Regions from separate parts of the Capsicum annuum genome. Here region 1 is linked to region 2. The links are chromatin contacts, called in public Hi-C maps. All regions are on one chromosome and are shown on one strand. Each heading gives the region's core, a stretch centred on a gene start, on an enhancer-like site or on the middle of the called end of the contact. The rest is flanking DNA. Distances are from core to core; before and after follow the strand shown. Region 1 holds the start of LOC107839010 (zinc finger A20 and AN1 domain-containing stress-associated protein 5). Region 2 overlaps LOC107839016 (zinc finger A20 and AN1 domain-containing stress-associated protein 8).

Evidence for each region. Hi-C and Micro-C count contacts between places; a contact is called where the count stands out from the background.
Region 1: a Hi-C map of leaf shows a contact between it and region 2, with 1.7 times the contacts expected there. The contact joins the promoter of LOC107839010 here to the enhancer-like site in region 2. A contact is called at or near these places in 2 of 5 Hi-C or Micro-C datasets (leaf and placenta).

The regions. Positions count from the first base shown.
Region 1 is chr1:145,977,628-145,981,588 of UCD10Xv1.1, forward strand. LOC107839010 (zinc finger A20 and AN1 domain-containing stress-associated protein 5) reads left to right here and starts at 2,020. Exons shown (of 1, transcript XM_016682339.2): 1 at 2,020-3,183. The coding sequence starts at 2,343. The coding sequence ends at 2,897.
Region 2 is chr1:145,912,364-145,916,328 of UCD10Xv1.1, forward strand. LOC107839016 (zinc finger A20 and AN1 domain-containing stress-associated protein 8) reads left to right here. Exons shown (of 3, transcript XM_016682355.2): 3 at 643-1,466. The coding sequence starts at 654. The coding sequence ends at 1,166. Among protein-coding and RNA genes, the nearest start is that of LOC107839016, 4.9 kb to the left of the region's middle. Within about 2 kb of position 2,003, at least 5 of the 5 cell types and tissues checked have an H3K27ac peak or open chromatin away from gene starts, as enhancers often do. A contact at or near this core is called in leaf, where this site is marked.

The DNA.
Region 1 (3,961 bases), core at 770-3,269, 65 kb after region 2:
CTTTTAAATTTGGTTCACAATTATATCATTTTAAGAAATAAAAAAAAAATAATTTATTTTTCTAAATAAAACCTTGCTCCAATAATTTCTTTTTTTTTTTTTCATAATTGAGGAAAGATTAAGGACAATTTAGCGAAGTTATTTTTTAATGATTGCATCAAAATAGTAAAAGACGCTGAAAATGGGCCAGTAGGAACAATTATGTAACAATTAACTCATGCTGTCATGGAAATGAGAAACTCAAAGACTATTACTTTATCTAATACTATTTCATTTCTTGAACGCGAACAATAATGAGAAAAGTCTTCCATAAAATTGATCTATTAATCTTATTCGCTACTCAATCAATATATTTTTTCAACTAAAAAAGATTAAAGATTCTAACAATAAAAGCAATTACGATAAAAAATATTAAAGATTCTAACAACAAAAGCACTATCGATAACAACATGCAAGTTTTAAGATTTGTGTTATTTTTTCTTTTAAATCTATTAACTACGTACTCCCTCCATATCAATTAAAACTAATTATTTCAATTTACTCGTTAAATTTATGATATAAAGAAAATTCAACGATAGTTTTTAATCTTTTTACCTTTGATAGTAGTAGTTAATTTTTGAGTTTTAAAATATTATTAATAATATTAATTTAATAAAATATATATTTATCTGAAACTTTTATAACATATATGTTAAATCAACAAGGATCAAGTAATACGAAACGAATAAAGTAATTAAATAGCATTATATAACTCGAAACATGACATAAATGAGTAGAAGGATTTAATAACTAAAACTTTTATAGGAGATTTGCTAAATCAATAAGGGGTTGTTTGGTTGGGAACAAGTTATTCTGAATTAGCTATCCCATCATATATATGGAATAACTTATTTCATCATGAAGATATAAATAGTGAGATAAATAAATTCAGACTAACTAATACCTCTAATAAAATATAAAATAAAATAATTTTATATTTTATCTTAAAATTATTATATCTTATATCTCGCAATCAAGTAATATGAAATGAATAATTAAATAGGGTCACATAACTTCGAAGGGGACGGGACGAGTGGAAAAGAATATACATGTTGCATATTTACATTTACTTCAAATTGTGAGCGATGGATCATGGGAGGGATGGACAGGGGGTAGTTCCAAGCTTGAAAATTGTGTCAAAAAACATAAATACAAATTAACAAGCTGTCCTCTAAGAAAAAAGAGTCATTTTCCATACCTTATCCAGCCTGTATAAAATATCCTCTATATTTTAATTATAAAGAGGTCACCAAAACACCAAAAAAAAACTATTGTTACTTTTTTAATAAAGAAAAATCCTCTAAAAGTGACGATTAAGTAAATAACACGTCAGACCTAATCTAGAACCACATCCCTTCGACCACCAAAATACCCCATTATTAACCCCGACATAATCTAACATTTGATCATGAAATTTTTTTTTAAAAAAATTAAAATTATTTTAGTTTTAATAAAAAATATATTTTTTATTGTTTTCAAAATTATTTTATTTTATTAAAAAATAAAAATAATAATGCTCGATCATAAAAATTGGTTCAATAAAAATTATTTTTAAAAAATGATTTTTTTAACTTATTTTCACCTTTATTTACCTCATAAAATTTTAAAAACAACTCTACATATTTTTCACTTCTATTTTGGTCACAAAATTTTACTTATTTTCATCTTTATTTACCTTATAAAATTTCAAAAACAACTCTACATATTTTCACTCCTATTTTGGTCACAAAATTTCAAAAACAATTTTAATTTATATCCATAATCATGCACAACACCAACTTCAATTTCAATTCCAACTTTAATTCAAAAAATTATTATTTTTATGATCAAATGACGACTAAGTTATAGTGGTATGAAAAATATTTTTTCATCTTTAATTATAGAGTTCAAGTTTGGATACGGAACATGTAGTCGCTTTTGGGAATATCTTAGTTTTTCCTTTTTATAGTGGGATTGTTTTATATAAATTTGAATTAATCGAGTTTTAATGTATAGTCACGTTTTAATGCAGATATCGAACATTAAATGTGAAACAAAATAAAACCAAAATCCATAGGGGCATTATCGTCAATCAATCACCTCACCCCACAATTTGCCTGATACGCGTATCCAATGAGGCCATTATTCCATCGCCATTACCGACCTCTCTCCTCCTTAAAACCTCCATTTCCCCTTCGCCTCTTTCCCATTTCATCTTCCAAACCAAACCACAAATTCCTCTCTCTCTCCTCAAATTTCATATTTTCTCTTTCTTCATTTGCAATCGAATTCTCTAATAATTTAATTTTTACACAGAGAAAAAAATGGCTCAGAGAACGGAGAAAGAAGAGACGGAGTTCAAGGCAGTACCTGAAACAATAACGCTTTGCATCAACAATTGTGGAGTCACCGGAAATCCAGCAACAAACAATATGTGTCAAAAGTGCTTCAACGCAACCACCGCTGCTACCTCAACTTCCTCCAGCTCACCGACGGGATCCGCCGTGACTATTCCCCAAAAATTCGCCGAAAAATTAACCAGATCAGAAAAATCTCCTAGATTTAGCTCGTTGAGGTCATCGTCGGACAGGAAGTCGTCCGATCTGGAAAGGATGAGTCAAGATCTGAAGAAAGTAAAGCAAGAGGATGATCAGCTGAAGGACAGCTTACCGCCAGCTAAGAGAGAGGTGAACCGTTGCTCCGGTTGCAGGAGGAAGGTAGGATTGACCGGATTCCGATGCCGATGCGGCGAATTGTTCTGCGGTGAACATCGATACTCCGATCGTCATGATTGTAGCTATGACTACAAAACCGCCGGTCGAGAAGCCATCGCGAGGGAGAATCCGGTCGTTAAAGCAGCAAAAATCATTAAAGTTTGAAAAGGAAAACACGAAAATCGCATCTTTTTTACCTTTAACTATCAAATTTCAAATGATGAGCGATCGAGAGAGATCGAATTCCGATCTCCATAACTGCTGCTGCTGGCTATTATGCTTTTCGTCGTCGGAGATGAGCACAACGAACGCAAAAAAAAAAAAAAAATCAACCTAGAGAGAAATTCGAAAATATATATTTTCATCTATATATTTATATAATTCGAAGTGAATTTGTTGTGTGAAAAATCTCCCTCTTTGAATTGTTATTGAAGAATTAAATCCTTTTTAATTTTTTTCCAGTGTTCTTTTTCTGATTCGATTATTGAGAAATAGCAACAGAAAGATTGTGGCTTTGCAATTTTTATGTTCTTCGTTTAATCCTTGTTTGTTTACTGTGCAAAAAATGGAAATGGAATGGAACTTTTGATCACCTTCAAAGAGCAGCAAAGTATCATTTTTTTTCAGAGAAGCAAACGCGGTTTAACTATCATTTCCGTGACGGTGAGTGGCATGCCGTCGTAAATTAATGGGAAGTGTCGGGGTTATGTGTTATTTGAATTTTCTTAAAGTAAAAGATAAGATATGAGGAAATAGAAAGTATGGGGCCCACTAGGCGGCCAAGTGGTGGATGGTATCGTGATAAATTGGGAATGAATCGAGGAGACGTGAAAATGATGTAACGGAGAACTCGTTGGTTTTGAGCAGTCGCTATTTTTTATTGTGATGTTACACCATTGTTTTAAACTAGTTACGTGTATACATTATACTGTAGCATTAACTTTTTATTTTTAAAGAAAAAATTGACGTTATAATACTTTTAAAAAAGTTAATTGGTTGTTAAATTATAAGGGTAAATTTAAAAAAAAAATTAATGATTCACTTATTTTGGAACACTAATAAATATCTTAATAATTCATTTATTTTGAAATGGAGGAAGTATTTGTTTACAAATGTGAATATAATAATTAAATTTAATATTTTTGAGTATTTAAAGATGAATAATTTATTTATTAAACCTAATCTTTATCGAAAATATTTCTAAAAGACTATTGATATTCATCTACCAC
Region 2 (3,965 bases), core at 753-3,252:
TGGTTGACAAAATCTAGCGTCAATCCATGGATAATGAAGTTATTAGGTATATTGGTTATGATGCTTAACTGGCAGGTAGCTATGTGTTGGTTTTCATACCGTCAGGATTAACCAATATGGAATAGCTTGCTCAGTGTGGCATCTTGAGTTTCCAGTTTCCATTTTTTCGAGGTCTTTTTTGCAGCTTGCCTCCCCCCTATGATGCCTAGGAATACGGAAACTGATTTAATTAATTCATTTTATACATTTTGTGAATGCTCTCCTCCACAAGGTATGGGTAAGGTTCGTGTACACTCTACCCTGCCTTGACGCCTCCTGTAGTCCCATACTGGGTATGTTGTTGTTTTGTGAATGCAGTCTATAATCATGTATCAGTGGATGAATTGCAATAGTAAATTGTGGCAATTGCCTCTCAAGGAAATCGAGAGTTTGTTCTTTCCAGTATAACCTGCTATTCTAGACAATTCTGATGCTAGTGGCTCGGTCAATATTTGCCAATGGCCTTTAGCTGAATATTGGCTAAATCCAATCAGCTTATTTTCTATGAGAGCACATACTGATCAATAGCGGGGTAAAATGATTGGGGAGAATCATATCCGGCTGTTGCTACAATGGCTAGTTAACGTAGTCCATTTGTTGCAGGAAAATTCAATATGGAGCAAAATGATACAGGCTGCCAAGCTCCTCAAGCTCCTCAAGCTCCTGTCCTTTGTGTCAACAATTGTGGGTTTTTTGGAACTGCAGCTACAATGAACTTGTGCTCAAAGTGCTACAAGGATATGATGTTTAAGCAAGAACAAGCTAACTTTGCCGCTTCATCTATTGAAAGCTTTGTGAATGGAAGTTCAAGCACTAGTGTGAAAGCCATTGATGTTGCTGCAACCGTGCAGAAAGGTCCTGCAGAGTCCCTGGTTGTACCCACACAAGTTGCATGTCCACCCGAGAGCAAAGAAGTTGAGAAGGCTAAGCAGGGACCAAAAAGGTGCAGCACCTGCAGGAAACGAGTTGGTTTGACCGGCTTCAATTGCCGATGTGGGAATCTTTTCTGCTCAGCCCATCGTTACTCGGACAAGCATGAGTGTCCATATGATTATCGCAAGGCTGGTCAAGATGCTATTGCAAAAGCCAACCCAGTTGTTAAGGCTGAAAAGCTTGACAAAATATGATGGAATGTTCGAGTTATGAGCTGTAGTATTATTGAAGTCGTCTTCTATCTTCTGGTGACAACGGTTGTTAGGTGCCCTAGGACTACGAGGGGGTCTGAGAAAGAAGCATAAGGCATCTTTTGCAACTTGAGGGGTAGTAATGTTGGTATTGAGAGTATGGAATGTTGTGGTTTCCATCTTTAGTGCTTGTTTTGTGCTTGTGATGGACATTCTTTTTCGTTTTTCATGTAGTAATTCCAATTTTAGTAACTTAAAAGTTGGTGTTCCTCAAGTATAAAAGCAATGTTTCTTGCTATTAAATCCTATTCTTCAACTCTAAAATAAGTTCGTTCATTTTGCGAGATGAGTTATCTCATTTTGCTAAATGGATTTTATCTTGTATATGGAGTGTGAAAGAGATCTTATGCTATGAGTGTGTATTAATTTGTTGTTGCAAGTAACCTGTATCTTTTTCAGGCTATTGAATGGGTGCGACTTGGCATAAGTGGTAAAGAAGTTATATGATCAGGAGTTCTTGAGCTCAAGCCGTGGAAATCGTCTCTTGCCACAATGCAGGGTAAGACGACTCAAGTTAAACTCTTGTAGTCCGGTACTTATTTGGACCATGTGCATAACGGCAGCTTTAGCGCATTCGAGCTGTCCTTTTTATTGATTCCAAGTGAGAGTAGATGCGAAGGTGAGGATTGAAGATCCTTGAGAGGCAGCCCCGGATTAGGATGGGGCAGTTCCATGTAGTTTTCTGCAGCCCCGGATTAGGATGGGGCAGTTCCATGTAGTTTTCTTTTAGGTGAGCTAATTGGTATAGGAACTTTCGATGTCTGTATATAGAAATTGGAATTCTTGCTGGATTTGTTTATATCAGGCGGCTTCCAGCTTGTACCGTTCACATGTTTCGACAGTCTCGTAGCCAGTAATTGCTTGTTTCCCTTTGTCTTCTCGTTTGATTGATAATAATATTGTCACGAGGTTGCCAACAGCCAAGACAGCCATGTCTTTCTATGCTTTGGGAAAGCACACAATAGTATGAAAGTCAGTGGGGGATGCTGCATGTGAAATGTTGTACATGCCAACGCAAATGTAGTTATCTTTCCCATAATTTTCCTGGCACTTGAATTCATGCTATGGCCATTCTTGTAGCCCTCTACTGTATGCTATTACAAAAGTATTCCTGATTTTCCTCCTCCAGTACTCCAGCAATAGTTTTTACTTACTTTTTCAATTAGTCCAATATTTTTTTGGGGTGTACTTTTTACCCATTTATCTTATTTAAGTGTTTTACTGAAGGTTATAGAATTTTGTCAAGTCTTTTGACATAAAAGGAGGATTGAATTTATCTCTTATTCTTTTAAGATGAACATGAGTACATGAGTTATGTCATTATTTACCCCTTTGAAAGATCTGGGTGCGTGGTCCATGGCGATTGCCCACTTTTTTCTGAAGGCATGTTTACTTTGGAATACTATATCCCCAAATCTTGGTAACAGTATTGAGGTTCCCTTTTTTTTTTTTTTTTTGGTTATACTTTGTTTGGGGACAACTCTTGATAAATACTAATCTTGTGAAAGAGAAGGGTGATGTAAATGATTAGAGCAGCCAACCTGTTTTGCAACAATTGTGTTGGCTCTCCTCGACCTTCTCCTTGATTTGCGGCTTCTTGTTCTCTTAGGCTGTGAAGAACACATATAATTTAGGTGATGTTACTTTTTTAATGTTTGGTTGACCTAAAATAATTTGAAAAAATATTTTCAAATAGATAGTATATACTTTTTCAATTTAAGGAATATGACTTTTCTACTAACAACAACAATAACACATCTAGTGTGCGCACCTCTGTTCAATGGAGGTAAAGAAGCTATTTTTTGAGGATTCTCGGTTCGAATACAACAAATAAAAATAGGTATGAAAAGAGAAAACGATTATGAAGAAAACATAGTATGGTGAAACAGCAACAACAATAAAATTGTGGAATCATAGTAAAGTCATATATTACAAATGATGATAGATATAAAAAATAAGATACTATAGTGTGATAGACATTATAAAGCCTAAAAACCATTGAAAAGCAAGGCAATACTCCAGTACTAACCTTCTACTCGTGTTCGTGATCTCCTCACATTTTTATCTTAAGGTCATATCTTGGTAAGTTGAAGTTGTGTCGTGTTTTTTCTAATCATTCCTTATACTTTTTCAGTCTGCCACTACCTCTCATTATTTTCATTATATTCAACCCCGCACCTTCTAATTGGGGATCTGCGATATTTCCTCTTCACATCTCTAGAGGTAGAGGTATGGATTGCGTACATCTTACCCTCCCCAGACCTCACTATGTAGGAATACACTGGGTTTGTTGTTGTTGTATCTCTAAATCATCTTAGCCTTGCGTCCCACATTTTATCCACCATGGAGGCCACTTTCATCTTTCCTCGGATACCCTCATCCCTTATTTTATCGCTCCTAGTATACCACACATCCTCATTTCTGCAACTTGTATTTTCTGAACATAAAAGTTATAAACTGACCAACACGCCCCATACAATAAAATCGATCTCATCATAACTCTGTAGAGCTTATTTTTCTAAATGTTCTTTCACTCTCACCATCTTCCATCCTCAATCCACACCTAACGTGACCTACCTGGACCCAGATCGATTCGAGACTCAAATCGAGATTACCGATCAGTAAATTTTGTTAGTGTATTTATTAATATACTATTGGTTTTAGTGTATCTATTCATCAAATCATGTAAATTTTGTTATAGTGTAATAGTAAACTAAAAGATATATCTTACTTGGTTAATTA